2 separate regions of the Sus scrofa genome follow, and region 2 is linked to region 1. The links are chromatin contacts, called in public HiChIP or PLAC-seq maps. All regions are on one chromosome and are shown on one strand. The core of a region is the stretch at or near the end of the contact, and the rest is flanking DNA. Distances in the headings are between cores, read along the strand shown. Region 1 has its middle 550 kb from the start of CITED2. Region 2 overlaps TXLNB (beta-taxilin).

Region 1 (6,853 bases), core at 2,383-4,882:
TGCTTCAAACCATTCTAAATGTAAAGCTCTGGGGAATAACAGCAAAGGATATACATTAATGATGAAAAGAAATACTTTTGTTTGTAGTTCAGAATAGATATCCCAAAGATGAGAAGCACTTTTTTCCTTCTCCTCAATCTACAATCCATTAATCTATTAATCAAAATTAACTACTACAAGCCTATCTTCTCAGAATGACCCCTTGAGTATCCAAGAGTTGCAAATAAAAATACAAGGAAATAGTAGAATGTTGCAATGTCTCAAACCTCAATACCCAAAATACTATTTTCTGTATTTGTTTCTCTTTCTTTGAAATATTTTCTGTCCTCGAGTACCTAGAATTAAGCTTTGACACTAGAAAATTGTCTAGGCTGTAGTCAACCCCACAGGTAAATTCGCTTAATTATCTGCCTAAATTGTTTCTGAAACAAGATCACATTATCCCTGTGAGTTTAGGCTTGCAATTCTGTTCAGTTTTCTAGAATTCTGCATTTTCATTTCCCTGAGTTGTACAATTTTCTGTACAGGGCACTTTGCCAACAGCACGCTTTGAGAGTTGTACTGTCTTAACCACTCAACTCAACCACTGCAGATGTCTGAGCTAGGTTTGAACTATAGATATGAATTTATTACTTAATGTATTTCTAACTTTAGAGTACAAAAAACAATGTTCTATTTCTTCTAAACAATAATTACCTTAGTATAGATGTGGCAAGATCACCTATTTACTTTAGAGTCCATTTAAATAATACAAAATAATAGGCATTGTATATGGAATATTGACTACCAGAGTATGTACTATCCATCTAGGTTATTTGTATAAACCAAATACCAAGGAGACTATTAAAACACAAGAAGACTATAAGTTCTCATATTTTATGTGATAGTACAAATTCCATGATATTATATCTATCCATAGAAAACCTAACTCTAAAGCCATGTATAGTTGCAATTCCCTGAACTGTAGCAGACTACTGCAAGCTATTTTCTCAGAATGACAACATAAAGGTTATTTCCCAACTCTCTAATTACAATCAATGAATCTAATTACTGTGATGGTTTGAATATTATGCTTTTGTCTTATAACCTAATGTGCCTGTTCTCTGATTTCCAAGTCAAAGAATGTCATCCTAAAGTTTTCAAGAATGGCGAAAATTTCCTAATAAAACTGAAATTCAACTATAATAATGTTGAGTTTATTCATTCAACATTTAAAAAGTTTATCATGTATCTACAAATAGATAATTTCTTATAATCTGGAGATTTTTAATATCTACATAAGCTTTATACTGTAAGTGCTAGGAAATAAACCTTTACATTATAATGACTATGATATTCTCTTTCACGTATCCAAAAATTATTAAGTGAACTTTCAACTCTATCTTCTTCAGATTTTCTTATTTGCCTTTAACATAATATTATATGGAAGATCAACTCTCTTTCCATCCTCTTAAATGAAATTTTAAGTGAAAAGAAAAAATAGAAAACTCCTATGTTATAAATTTCTTGCTGAATTTGATGAAAGTTTTCAAAAGCTGAACACAGTAGTATCTTAATAGAGGGATTTGAGAGATTTTATTCCTATTGACTAATTCTTAATCAAGAATCAAGTACCACTAAACTTGAAAATAAGAACATCTTCAGAATGTCTTATTCTGCTACCAATCACGTTAAGAATGATTCCTGTGTTTTATCCTGGCAACTTTTGGTTCTATGTAATTGTGAATAATCAAAGTGACTGGAATAAAACATTTTAAAATGATGAGTATTTATAATTAACAGGTTATAAAAGAAAATCATGGACTTGGAGATAAGACTTGTGGTTGCCAAGGGGGAGGGGAAGGAAGGGGATGGATTGGGAGCTTGGGGTTAATAGATGCCAGCTATTGCTTTTGGAATGGATTAGCAATGAGATCCTGCTGTGTAGCACTGAGAACTATGTCTAGTCACTTATGATGGATCATTATAATGGGAGAAAAAAGAACATACACATATATGTGTAACTGGGTCACCATGCTATACAGTAGAAAAAAAAATTGTATTGGGGAAATAAAAGTTAAAAAAACATGGATATTCCTAGATTCATGAATCAACAAATAAAAACAACTTTAGTGTTACTTCCAATGTTTAATGCCCTTTTTCCTTAGCATCCTTGTACCTAGGAAAAGGGTACAGTCATAAAATAATTGCTGAAAGTGATGCTGCATTTTTTTGAAGACAAAGAGACAGGTACCTAGAGTGTAACATTGGCCATTCAGCCTACACATTTAAATTATTCATATCATTGAATGTAGAAATGCAAAGGTTGAAGATAAATATGAAAACAGCTGAGGGAAGAGCAAACCTTCTAAAAAAGTATGAGAGACAGAAATATTGTAACAAACATCCTTAGGTCTAGATCACGGGATTATCAAGTCTTTAAATGAAAGGAACCTCCATTATGCATCTAGTTTTCCCACTGCTATCAAATTCCTTTCAGAGAGCTATGAGCTTCAGTTTACACAGTTTCAATGATTGAGAATCCACTGCTTCACAAGGGAAGTTGAATTCATTTTTTAAGAGCTCTAGCTATTTCAAACTTGTTATTTAATCTGCCTCACTAAAAATTCTACTTTCAGATCTGAGTTCTACCCTCTAAAGTTAAACAGAAATCCACTCGACACATCATCCCTTCAAGTATACAAAAATAATCATCATGTCTGCTCTGTCTTCACTTCTTCATTTCTACAAGGGAAATGTCCTCCATTCATACAATATTCCCTACAGGGCTTGGCCTTCAACTCATTCCATCATCTTGATGGCCCTTTTGTCATTGTCCTCTGGAAGGAAAGAATCCACCTGTGATTTAGTAAGACTGAGTTCAATAAAAAGAAATACACGAACATGTCCACTGATTCATCTGTTTATTCAACCCGGTATTTTAGGATTACTAGTGTACAAAGGATATCCGTTGGCTGAAAAACCACAGAAGATGTCCTCAAGGAAATCTGCTTATATCACTAGCAGACTTGACATAGTAGCTGAAGATAATTTCAGGTATCTAAGAACAAAGATCACCCTCACCTCTGCCACTTCACCATGAAAGTACATGCTTTTTAAGAGTATAGGAGGTACTCTGATATTGGGAGCAAATCTATAGACCCAGATTACATAGATGCTGTTCATCAAGTTTGGTGGCACTCTGGACCCCAAGCTTCCCCACACATATGTGTACACAGATCCAAATGAAAGAAATTACTATTAATTACGTCTATACCAGTATTATCTTTTCGAACCAGATTCTAAATAGTCTCACCAGTGGAAAAGAAAGTCTTTAACAATAAGACTTTTTTCCCTCACCACAAGGTGTGGCACCCTACAAGACAGCCAAGGGAAGAAAAGAATCCATGAGCTTCACAAAAATCCCAATATTTCTCTACTGAATGTTGAAACGTCAGAAGGCAAGGTGTATGTTTTTTTCATTGTTATTATTTGCATGTGTGTTTGACTTTGGAAGCCACAGGTCCATGAGATGGGGCAATGGGGATAGGTAGCTCTGAACAACCAGTAGACATCCCTTGGCTGGACACAAGACTCTAGATGGCAGCATGTCACTGAATAGGGTAAAGAGCTAGTAAGGAAGCTGACTCATGTTGAGCACCAAAATAGGTAGTGATGGTTGTCGCAATCACAATTGTGTACACAGAGCTTAGCACTGCTTACCTAACCAGGAGAACAATCAGTGACCATGGCCATAGCAAACATTCACAGCTGTACTCCCCTGGCCCCAGTGTTAATTAAGCACATGAGAGTCCCCACAGGGCTATCGAATCTCATGAACTTGAGTAAGTGGGAAGATGTCAGAGCTAAGAGTTGACTAGAACATTTGGAGAATCTCATATGGGAAAAAAATTTTTTTTTCCCATTCTTGGGATCTAAATGCCATCCGGCTCTCCTAGATGTGCACACGTACAAATGTACACATAAAACTACAAGATATCACCTTTACAAACTGCTGTGCCCTCATTGGGATGCTAAAGAGGCATTTAACCAAAACATAACAAATGGAATGAGACCAAAGTTTATCCCAGGGACAGATGGAAAACACAGCTCTCCCAAAGACTTTGGGAATATTTTATTAGATTGATATAGGAATTCGACTGGATGATGGTGAATGAATACTAGTAAAAAAATAGTGCAAATCCTTTTTATAATTTTTCATGGTCCCTACTTCTTTTATTAACCTCATATGTCATTTTCTATTTTTCAAAATCACTTCACATTGTAAGCTCATTTAGTTTTGGTCAACTAAAATTCCAAGATAGATTTCACATGAATTATTTTCTAGACATGTCTCTTCTCTCTTATAATATGGAATTAACAGCATGAACCTAACCCAAATGCAGGTCTCAACTTGATTCCTGTTAAATTTTACTTGTTAGTTTTGGTCCATTATTTGAGCCTATTGAAATAATTTTTCATCTTGATTCTCTCATCCATTATATTATCTCTCATTCTCATCACTGTATAAATTAGTTGATAAGTAATATCTTTTATCCTTGAGGTCCAAATGGGCCAATAACAAATAGAAAATGTTACTTAAGAAGTGATTTTATCCAGCCTATTGACTTTTGAGTATAATCCATTTGCCTATTTCAGGTTTAATGAATGTACAGGTTATGAACTGAGGCTTTGTCTAAAGACTAATAATACATGTAGCTTTGGGGGCAAAGCATCATTAACCATGGTTTGTAGGATGATCATTAATCAAATACCCTTATTTACTTGTATTTTTATTAATGCACTTAACTTTTTTATTATTTATTTTATTATCCTTTCCATTCTTCTATAAGACACTCTCTCAAATGTTTAATAGTTTAGTTCATTGAGGGGAAGAGAGAAGAGAACTAAATAAGATATATGATTCCTCCACTGGATCCGGAACTTGGTCTGCCATATTATACTTGATATCCTTCCTCCCCACAATCCCATGCATAATGTTTTACTCTAATATTTTTTATAGATGAGGAAGTTGAGATTCTAAAAAAAAAAAAATGAGCATTGACTAAAAGCATAGAGTTGGTAAGTAGTGAGTCTGTGGCACAAAACTGGATTGATCTGCTTTTGCCTATCTTGCTTTCCACGGGGGTATACTCATCCCATTTAGCAAGTACCCTCTGATGATTTGTTTTAAGACACTATGCAGAGAACACTCAGAATGCAAATGTGAAAAACACAGCAGAAATAAAAATAGTAAGGATTAGACAGGTATAAGACTGTCTGGAGTACATGATGAATGGGATTGGCAGCAGGAAAGACACAAACATTATGCTTGGAAAAAGAAGAAAAGGAAAGCTACATTTTACTGAGAAAGCTGTGTTTATCTCCTGCCACTCCTTTCATCTGGACTTGCATCCCTGATTGCCTGGATCATTCTAGCTTCTCCTCCTTCCTTTGCCCTACTGTAGACAACTATCCAGTAAAGGAAAATAGAACATTTTGGAATCAAGCAAACCCAGATCTGAAATCTGTTTGAGTATCTTTCCAGTGACATTAGGCATGTTGCTTTACCTTCTAAGCCTCAGTTTTCTTTTGGGAAAATAGTCACAGTAACATCTAAACACAAAATTGTCATAATACATTATACATGTCACATTGGCCCAAAGTACGTGTTCAGGAAAAGACTTTTTCATCCTCTTGTTCTCTCTCAAAATAATTTTCTTTGGAAAATTATTACGTATTATGTATTATTATGTATTATGCATAATTTCTGGGTTTGGCTATTGTGTTTCATTTCTTTATTTACAGCCATTCATTACTCCTTTTGCCTTTCTTGCCATATACCATTTTCCTGTGCCAGATTAATAAATTCCTCCCTAATCCAGCCTTTCCTTCCTATGCACACTCACATCCACAAGTCAGTATCAATCAGACCAAGATCACCACTGACTTACGCATACACTTCACCTTCATCCCAGTGTCAGGACTTTTGACCACATTTTCTTCCCTTTTCCCTCTACTTATTCATCACACAAATCTTGTTCAGCATCTAAGACTCAGCTTTGGTCCCACCATAGTTACAATTACCTACTCCCACATTTATCGATTTATTCTTCCTCCTGTGAGTGCTTACAGTGATTAGTGTTTGAGGAAAAGAATTTATCACTTCATTTTCAGCTCTTCTCCCAGACTCCCTTTCCCTTTGGACCCTACAGCTAAGCCTTCCAACTTATCCTGTCCCAATTCTCAGGCCAATCTGGAGGTGAGATCTACAGGCCTGCAGGTATCATGCAGACTAAGACTGGACTGTTCTTCTTGCAACTTGGTCCAACACAATACCCCTCAGGCCCAGGCCACCAAACCTAGGTTTCTGCCTTGTTTCCTAAGTCTATTCAATGACATCGCAAGGTTCACCCTAGATATCAGTGTATTTCCAATTTATCTGTTCTTTTGTTCCTGAATGTTGGTTTAATGCACAGAACTTGATGATGGCCTTGTCTCTCAAATAATCCCAGCATCCAAAGCCTGCTTAGACCCACCTGCCTCATGCATACACTGCTCTCTCATTGATTTATTTGCTGCTCTTGCCAGTTATGGGCTCCCCCAATATAATAATAATAATAATAATAATAATAATAATAATAATAATAATACTCTCTGATGAGTGATCACCTTGTTTTAGGCACTGTTTTAAATCTTTACATGTCTTATCTCCTTTAACTTTAAATCAATTCTGTGATGTTTATTAAAATGAAAACAGAAGCCATAAAGGATAAACTTCCCCAGGTCATATGGCTAGTAAGTGATTGATCCAAGATAGGCTACAAAGCAAGGAATACTGTCTCCGCAGCCTGCCCTCTTAACAGTACTCCAG
Region 2 (6,853 bases), core at 1,231-3,730, 670 kb after region 1:
AGAAGGTATGGAATATGATATAATTGACAGAGCTTTGAAAGAGAAGATGGGAGTTTAAATTCAAATTCTTTGTGTGTTCTTACTCATCAAGTATTGGAGAACAATTCACTTTCCCCAAGTTAATTTCTCTCATCTATATATTAAGACACTATTTCCCTTGCCTATGTCACAAGATTGTGAAGTTCAAATAAGTTAATGTATTTTAAGGGTTTTAAACTTTTTTAAAGTACTTTACTAATATCAGATGCTAATATTATTAGATACAATGTTTATTTTAAATTTTGTTCAATTTAGTGTTTTCCAAAACAAAATCAGCATCAGTGTTTCTGAAAGTCATTGACATTAACCCTTTTAAGGGTAGAAAGCATACCTTTTAAAAAATTTTCAAAAACAATATGATAAATTTCACAACTCATGAGTAAACTTAATAGGCGAACACTTTTTTAACGGCTACAGCTTTCCCAGAACCACGGACATACAGAACAGACTTGTGGTTGCAAAGGGTAGGGGGTGGGGAAAAGGAATGGACTGGGAGTTTGGGGCTAGTTGATGCAAATTATTGCAGTTAGAATGGATAAACAAGGTCCTACTATATAATACAGGGAACTATATCCAATCTCCTGAGATAGACCATGATGGAAAAGAATATAAAAAATAACGTGTATATATGTGTATGTGTGTGTAACTGAGTCACTTTGCTTTAGACAGATATTGGCACAACACCGTAAATCAACTATACTTTAATAAAAATTTTAATAAAAATAAATTTAGAAGTTGATACAATATTAAAGGAACCTCTTAATTTCTTAAATTTTTGTTTTTAGGAGTTCCAGTTGTGGCTCAGGAGTTAACGAACCCGACTAGTATCCATGAGGACTTGGGTTCGATCCCTGGCCTTACTCAGTGGGTTAAAGATCCTGCATTTCTGTGGCTGTGGCATAGGCTGACAGCTACAGCTTGGATTGGACCCCCTACACTGGGAACCTCCATATGCCACAGGTGCAGCCCTAAAAGACAAAAAAAAAAAAAAAAATCATTTTTTTAAAGCTGTTTCTACCATAAAAAAAACAAGAAAAGATTTTTTTTAAAAAAGTTACAGCTTTCCAATTCCATTTTTAAAAATTTAATCATAGTTTTAATTTGAAATAAATACTAAGGTAGGAAAAATGCTATTTATTCCAAGATACATAGTTTTAAGACTGAAATAGATATTACAGCAGGAGTTTTTAATCTGAGGCTTCATAGACTTTTAGCAGTAAGACCTTAGAATTACCAAAAAAAAAAAATTTGATATGCGTATTTCTTTAGGTTTAAGTGTAGTCCCATAGATTTCATCAAATTCCTAAAGGAGGTGATAACTTTTAATGGTTTATAAACTACTAACTTCATTTTAAAAATTATCAAAATAAAAAAGTATCCAAGGCTCACATAGCTTCTCTACAGAGCCCAGGGGCCAACAGCCTGGGGCCAGCCTCTGGCCTCCAAGTGGAGAGACCCAGCCTCAGGCAGTCTGGCCCGAAGTAGCAAGTGCCCAAGTGTGGCTCATCCAGGGTAAATGCACCTAAATAAACACATGCCTTATCCTTCACTTTATCCAAAAAGAAAGGAGATCCTCTAACTAGGAACAGTTTCAGTCACGAAAAAGCCAGGCTACCTTTTATTCACTTCTGTATGCCCTACACCTAGCCCCTGCCTGGTGACAAGCAGGCACTCCATACATGTTGCTTTAAGTGAAAGGACTCCAGGCCCCCTCTTCTGCTGAGTCACCTGAATATTATTCCACCTTCCTGAGCCTTAGTTTCCCCATTTATAGAGGTGAAAACAGAACTTTCCTTAGGGAATTGTTTCAAGAATGAAATGAGAGTTCCCATCGTGGCACAGCAGAAATGAATCGACTAGGAACCATGAGGTTGTGGGTTCAATCCCTGGCCTCGCTCACTGGGTTAAGGATCTGGCACTGTGGTGAGCTGTAGTGCAGCTCACAGACACGGCTCGGATCTGGTATTGCTGTGGCTGTGGTGTAAGCCGGCGGCTACAGCTCCAATTAGACCCCTAGCCTGGGAACCTCCATATGCCACAGGTGCAGCCCTCAAAAGACAAAAAAAAAAAAAAAAAAAAAAAAAAAAAAAAAAAGAACGAAATGAATAACGCATGTAATCACTTTCTGTAAATCCTACTGCATTCTACAAATGTAAAGACTGAGAAAATAGAAAGCTGCCTTTGTGTGGACACTTCTCAGATATGCCCAGATATTATCAACATTTTAATGGCTAAAAAGCCAGGCCAACTTTCTCACTAATAGTCTTCTATTCAATAAAGTAAATAACTTAAATTTCAAGTTTATTCTTGGGACTCAATAAAGCTATTTTTATTTTAAACAAAAGAAAAAGCATGACAAAACAGGAAGGCCCTAAGTAGTTCCCTTTCTCCTGAATTGGCTCTGATGCAAATAAATTTGTTCACCACTGACCCAGATGATTCAGAAATAAATCATGACTCTCTCCACTCATTCTTCATTCCTTGGTATTGAATTTTTGTTTCCTTCAGTAGCTGGTAACAAAAGAACTTTTCCTGACATCACATATGGCACCGACAGTTTCTTTGATATATTAACTAATCAGGATTAACATTAAAACATTCTAATTTCTATAGACCACTAAGAAAATGAAGAAGCTGGAAAAAGAAACAGCCACGTGGAAAGCCCGGTTTGAGAACTGTAACAAAGCTCTGTTGGACATGATTGAAGAGGTGAGGAAGCTTTTCCCCTTGCTCTTCTTCCCCTGACTAGTCAATACATTTATACTCAGAAAGCAACTATGGCCTAATAGCACAAATGAGTACCTTTGAAAAAGAGATGAATTTTTCTGGAATGTGCTATATATGATATTGCAATAAAAGTAATTACCACAAAAGACTCATTAAGAGCATTTTAACCCTAAGTCATATGCCTACTTGTTGATTCCAAAGCAGCACCACACCTGCTAGATGAATGTTTTAGCTGTGCTTGAATTTCCCTTGTGCCTAATGCATAACAGGCACAGAGTAAATTAATTAGTTGATTCAAACACAGTGAGAAAAACACCAGCCCAAGCACCCAAAGTATATGTTATTTTATAGACAGATACAGAGATAAATTGCTTAATTCCTCCAACAGTCATTTAAATACTGATATTCTTTCAGGCTCTGGAGGTTTTGAGACTATGAAGGCAAAGATACATGGCCCTTGACCTGAGAGGCAGGGCTTACAGGTGAAGATCTCTCCAGTAAACAAGTGGGGGAAAAAGTCTTAAAAGGTACATAATAGCACAAAGGCAGGGGTGAAGGAGTAAGATGATTAGGAACAATTTCATGCACTAACACACCAACATTTCTAGAGAAAAGGAGAAATGAACAGTTTAAGCAGCATCACGAATGAGTGCATGGTGAGTTTCTCCACTTATAATTACTGTTCTAACAATTCATCCCAAACTGCAACCAATTCCAAAGAGATGTGCTTATTATTCATAAACATAAATCAAACAGTTGCTTGATTAGCATATAGCAATTTATCTCTTGAACAGTTAAGGCACTGCTGACGGCCAAGTCCCAGTCCATCTCAATCATTTTGCCACAAGCTTCTGCTTATGCCTTCTAAGTCTTAAAAGCAGAAAATACATTTTAAGATTTTAGAAGCCTCAGACTGAAACTATCTTTCTTTCCTAAAGAATATGTGAATTAAAATTCTACCCAAAGACTCCAACACAGGGCAAGAGTGATGTCCCTGACCAAGTCCCCGTCCAGCCAACCCCTTGCGGTCAGAGCCTGATAAATTGCAGAGGGCATCCTTGCCATTTTGTTTTTTGTGTCATTTAATGTGCGTGTGCGTGTTTAAATCACAGAAAACATTGAGAGCTAAAGAATACGAATGCTTCGTGATGAAAATCGGAAGGCTAGAAAACCTCTGCCGAGCTTTACAAGAAGAGAGAAATGAACTCTACAAGAAAATCAGAGAAGCGAAAATGCCTGAAAAAGACGACCAAAGTCAGCACACCTCAGACGAGGAGCTAGAGTCAAATACCTTTGTGAGTGAAGAGGTTGATGCCGCTGCAGAGGAAGCCAATAGGGTTCACAATGCCGTGCAGAATCTGGCTGCGGCCTTCATGGTCATTCATCGTCCAGAGTCAACCGTCGACGGGTCTAAAGAAATCCCAGCAGAAGTCGGCGGTCCTCCAGAGGGCGGCAGCACGACCCTCAAGGAGCCGGAACAAGCCCCCCTGAGCCCTCGAGGCCTTTCAGAGAGTCCCCTGCCTCCACCAAGGCCTCAGGCTGAGACCGCGGGAGGACATGAAGCCGAACCTCCCCTCAGGGCCAGGAGTCCCCCAGCTGAGTCAGGAGCAGAGGCCCAAAGCTTCCGGCTCCCGACCGAAGCACAGGTGGATCTGCAGCCCCGGAAGCCGCAGGCAGCAGCTTCCGGTCAGGCGCTGGAGCCGCTCGCTGAGGCCTCGCTCCAGGTGATGGAGGCCGACCATCCTGCTCCACCTCCCGCTGCAGGTGAGCACGTGCCAACCGCTGAGGGGCTGCCAGGAGGGGATACGGCCCTGCCCCAGGGGCCAGAAGTGGCCGACACCAATCTGGAAGGAGTAGATTAAGCCTCGTCTGCCTTCAGAGGCTCTTCTTGACTTTCCATCTTTCACCTGAAAAAGGCATTAAGAGCTAGAGACATCTAATGGAAGAGACTTAATCAGATCAAGACATTTTAAATGTTAAGTAGAGTACAATCAGCCTTTGTTATTTGTTCTCAATTTGTAACTGATTTGGAGTTTTTCTATTTAGTACTGGTTGATGGTATAATTTTCCCAAATGGCAACAAAAAATCCGAGTAGCAACTGTATATTAATTTGCCATTATGATGATACTTAATTCAGTTTCCTAATCAACAGTAAAATTTGGTATTTAAAGATTTCCACTACAATATATAAATACTGAAAATGTAATGCTTTATTTATTTCTGTATAGTTTAATGAGTTCCATAGTAAGTAGTGGATGACCAGGTTCCATTTAAACATTACATATATAATATATCCATTTGCATATGTATGTGTATATTTTATACACATATATGCAAGTATATATATTACACATACATTTCTCTCATCTCTTTGTATTTCTCTCATGCAAAATATTTAGATGCTTATCAAAAAGATTATCTCTTACTTGCACTTGAGACTACAGTAGACTAATGCTCTGTGAATTTGTTTCAGAACACAAGTATTTAGGCCATGTAATATTGGGTAACAATAACAATGGTAGGTCAATAAATTCAATAAATGGATTAAGTGGCAGGACAGAAGTTAGGTTAGATTGAAGGGCTGTACAGAGCGCATAGACACAAAGGTGGCCACAAGAGGCTCTAAGGGGGCGGGGGATAATCACAGCAGTAGATGGCTCACCACTTCCAGCTGTTTCACCTGCACAACTCAGCCCTTTGCCTTGCAACCCCCTCAAGTGGTGAGTCAGCTCACTCTTGGCTTCCTGCAAGGAAGGGGTTGGAAGTGGGGAAGGGAGCTAGGGGATGGAAGGATTAAGGACCTCAGTCTGAAAGGCTGTGCTCTGGTCCCTCACCTCTTGAGCTACAGAGATCTCGAGATAGCATATTTATTTACCTGGCCCTGCCAACTCTTCCCTTGATTCCCTGTTGTCTATCAGAGGGTTCCCCATCACCTTTTGCTGTTACTGCCGTAGCCTATATTCTCAAAGCTTCTGCTCCTTCTTTCCAACCCTCTATTTCACAGCAGGAAATTACCCTCAGCCCTCATCTCAATTATGGCTAAGGAAAAGATATTATTTTTCCAAAAACAGAAATCCACACAGGGTTTTAATATGAGTGATGAGGCTTACAAACCAACACATTTTCTGTTTTGATGAATTCTGTACAGCCAAAAGTACAAAGCAAAGGGCAGATTCATCCCTACTGAAAATGACTTGAAAAAATAGGTGAGGATTCAGGAGATGCAAAAGCTAGAAATACCTGAGTCTCTAATAATATTGACAGCATGAATTACTCTATCTAGAATAAAGAGAGACTGCAACAAAGACTTAGGAAGGAAGAGAAGGAGGAGGGGAAAGGGATAGAGGAAGGGAAGGAGGGAGGGGGAAAAAAATCTAATCCAAACCTACCTTAAAAGTTGAACTCAAGTAGAAAAATGGATAAAAGCATGATTCTCTAGTACTCATCCAAGAAATCATTCTTCAGTGTTGCATGTGGCTGTCTGCTAAAGCACACGAAGTGCTCGTGGGCAGCAACCATATGCTATAAGAATTGTAAATTGCTTAAATTTGTTTGAAGTCGACGGTGAGGGTAATAACAAAATGCTTGTCAGGAAGAAAATCAGGGAAAAAATGCATATCATTATTTCAAAACCCATGTATTTTTAAAGGCTTAAGCTATTATAACTACAGGGTATCCAGCCAAATTCAACATTAACTGGAAATCTTAGAGATTTAAACCTTCATTTAATTCACAGCCAAATATGCCCTAGTACAAACCAGGAGGGTCTCCTTTCCCATTATTTACAGGGACTAAACTTCCAAGAATGGAGTAAGATTAGATAATCACAGTCTGGATGCTTAGCAAGAGAAACAGGCAGGAGAGGAGCCAAAATCCAGTAAATCAAATATTCTAATTCCCAGAGGTCATTTTTTTTTTTGGTCCAAAAAGCTTTCATAGCAACACATTACTCACTATGGTGTATATCTTGAGCAGAGTTTCAGATACAATAACTTGCTTGAAATTTGTAAGGCTTAATATAGGTTTTGGAGGAATTATTTTAATATTCAAAGAATGTTTCATTATAGTCCTTTGTGCTAGAATTTG

What was found. HiChIP or PLAC-seq counts read pairs in DNA pulled down with a chosen protein or histone mark.
Region 2: an H3K27ac HiChIP or PLAC-seq map of alveolar macrophages shows a contact between it and region 1. The contact joins two enhancer-like sites. A contact is called at or near these places in 11 of 47 Hi-C or Micro-C datasets (alveolar macrophages, blood, embryonic fibroblasts and 6 more) and 1 of 2 datasets of contacts at active chromatin or transcription factors (alveolar macrophages).

What each region holds. Positions count from the first base shown.
Region 1 is chr1:24,602,614-24,609,466 of Sscrofa11.1, forward strand. No RefSeq gene overlaps it. Among named protein-coding and RNA genes, the nearest start is that of CITED2, 550 kb to the right of the region's middle. Within about 2 kb of position 3,633, at least 12 of the 83 cell types and tissues checked have an H3K27ac peak or open chromatin away from gene starts, as enhancers often do. A contact at or near this core is called in alveolar macrophages, where this site is marked.
Region 2 is chr1:25,278,266-25,285,118 of Sscrofa11.1, forward strand. TXLNB (beta-taxilin) reads left to right here. Exons shown (of 9, transcript XM_021087298.1): 8 at 2,653-2,748; 9 at 3,879-6,853. The coding sequence ends at 4,628. Among named protein-coding and RNA genes, the nearest start is that of TXLNB, 53 kb to the left of the region's middle. Within about 2 kb of position 2,481, at least 6 of the 83 cell types and tissues checked have an H3K27ac peak or open chromatin away from gene starts, as enhancers often do. A contact at or near this core is called in alveolar macrophages, where this site is marked.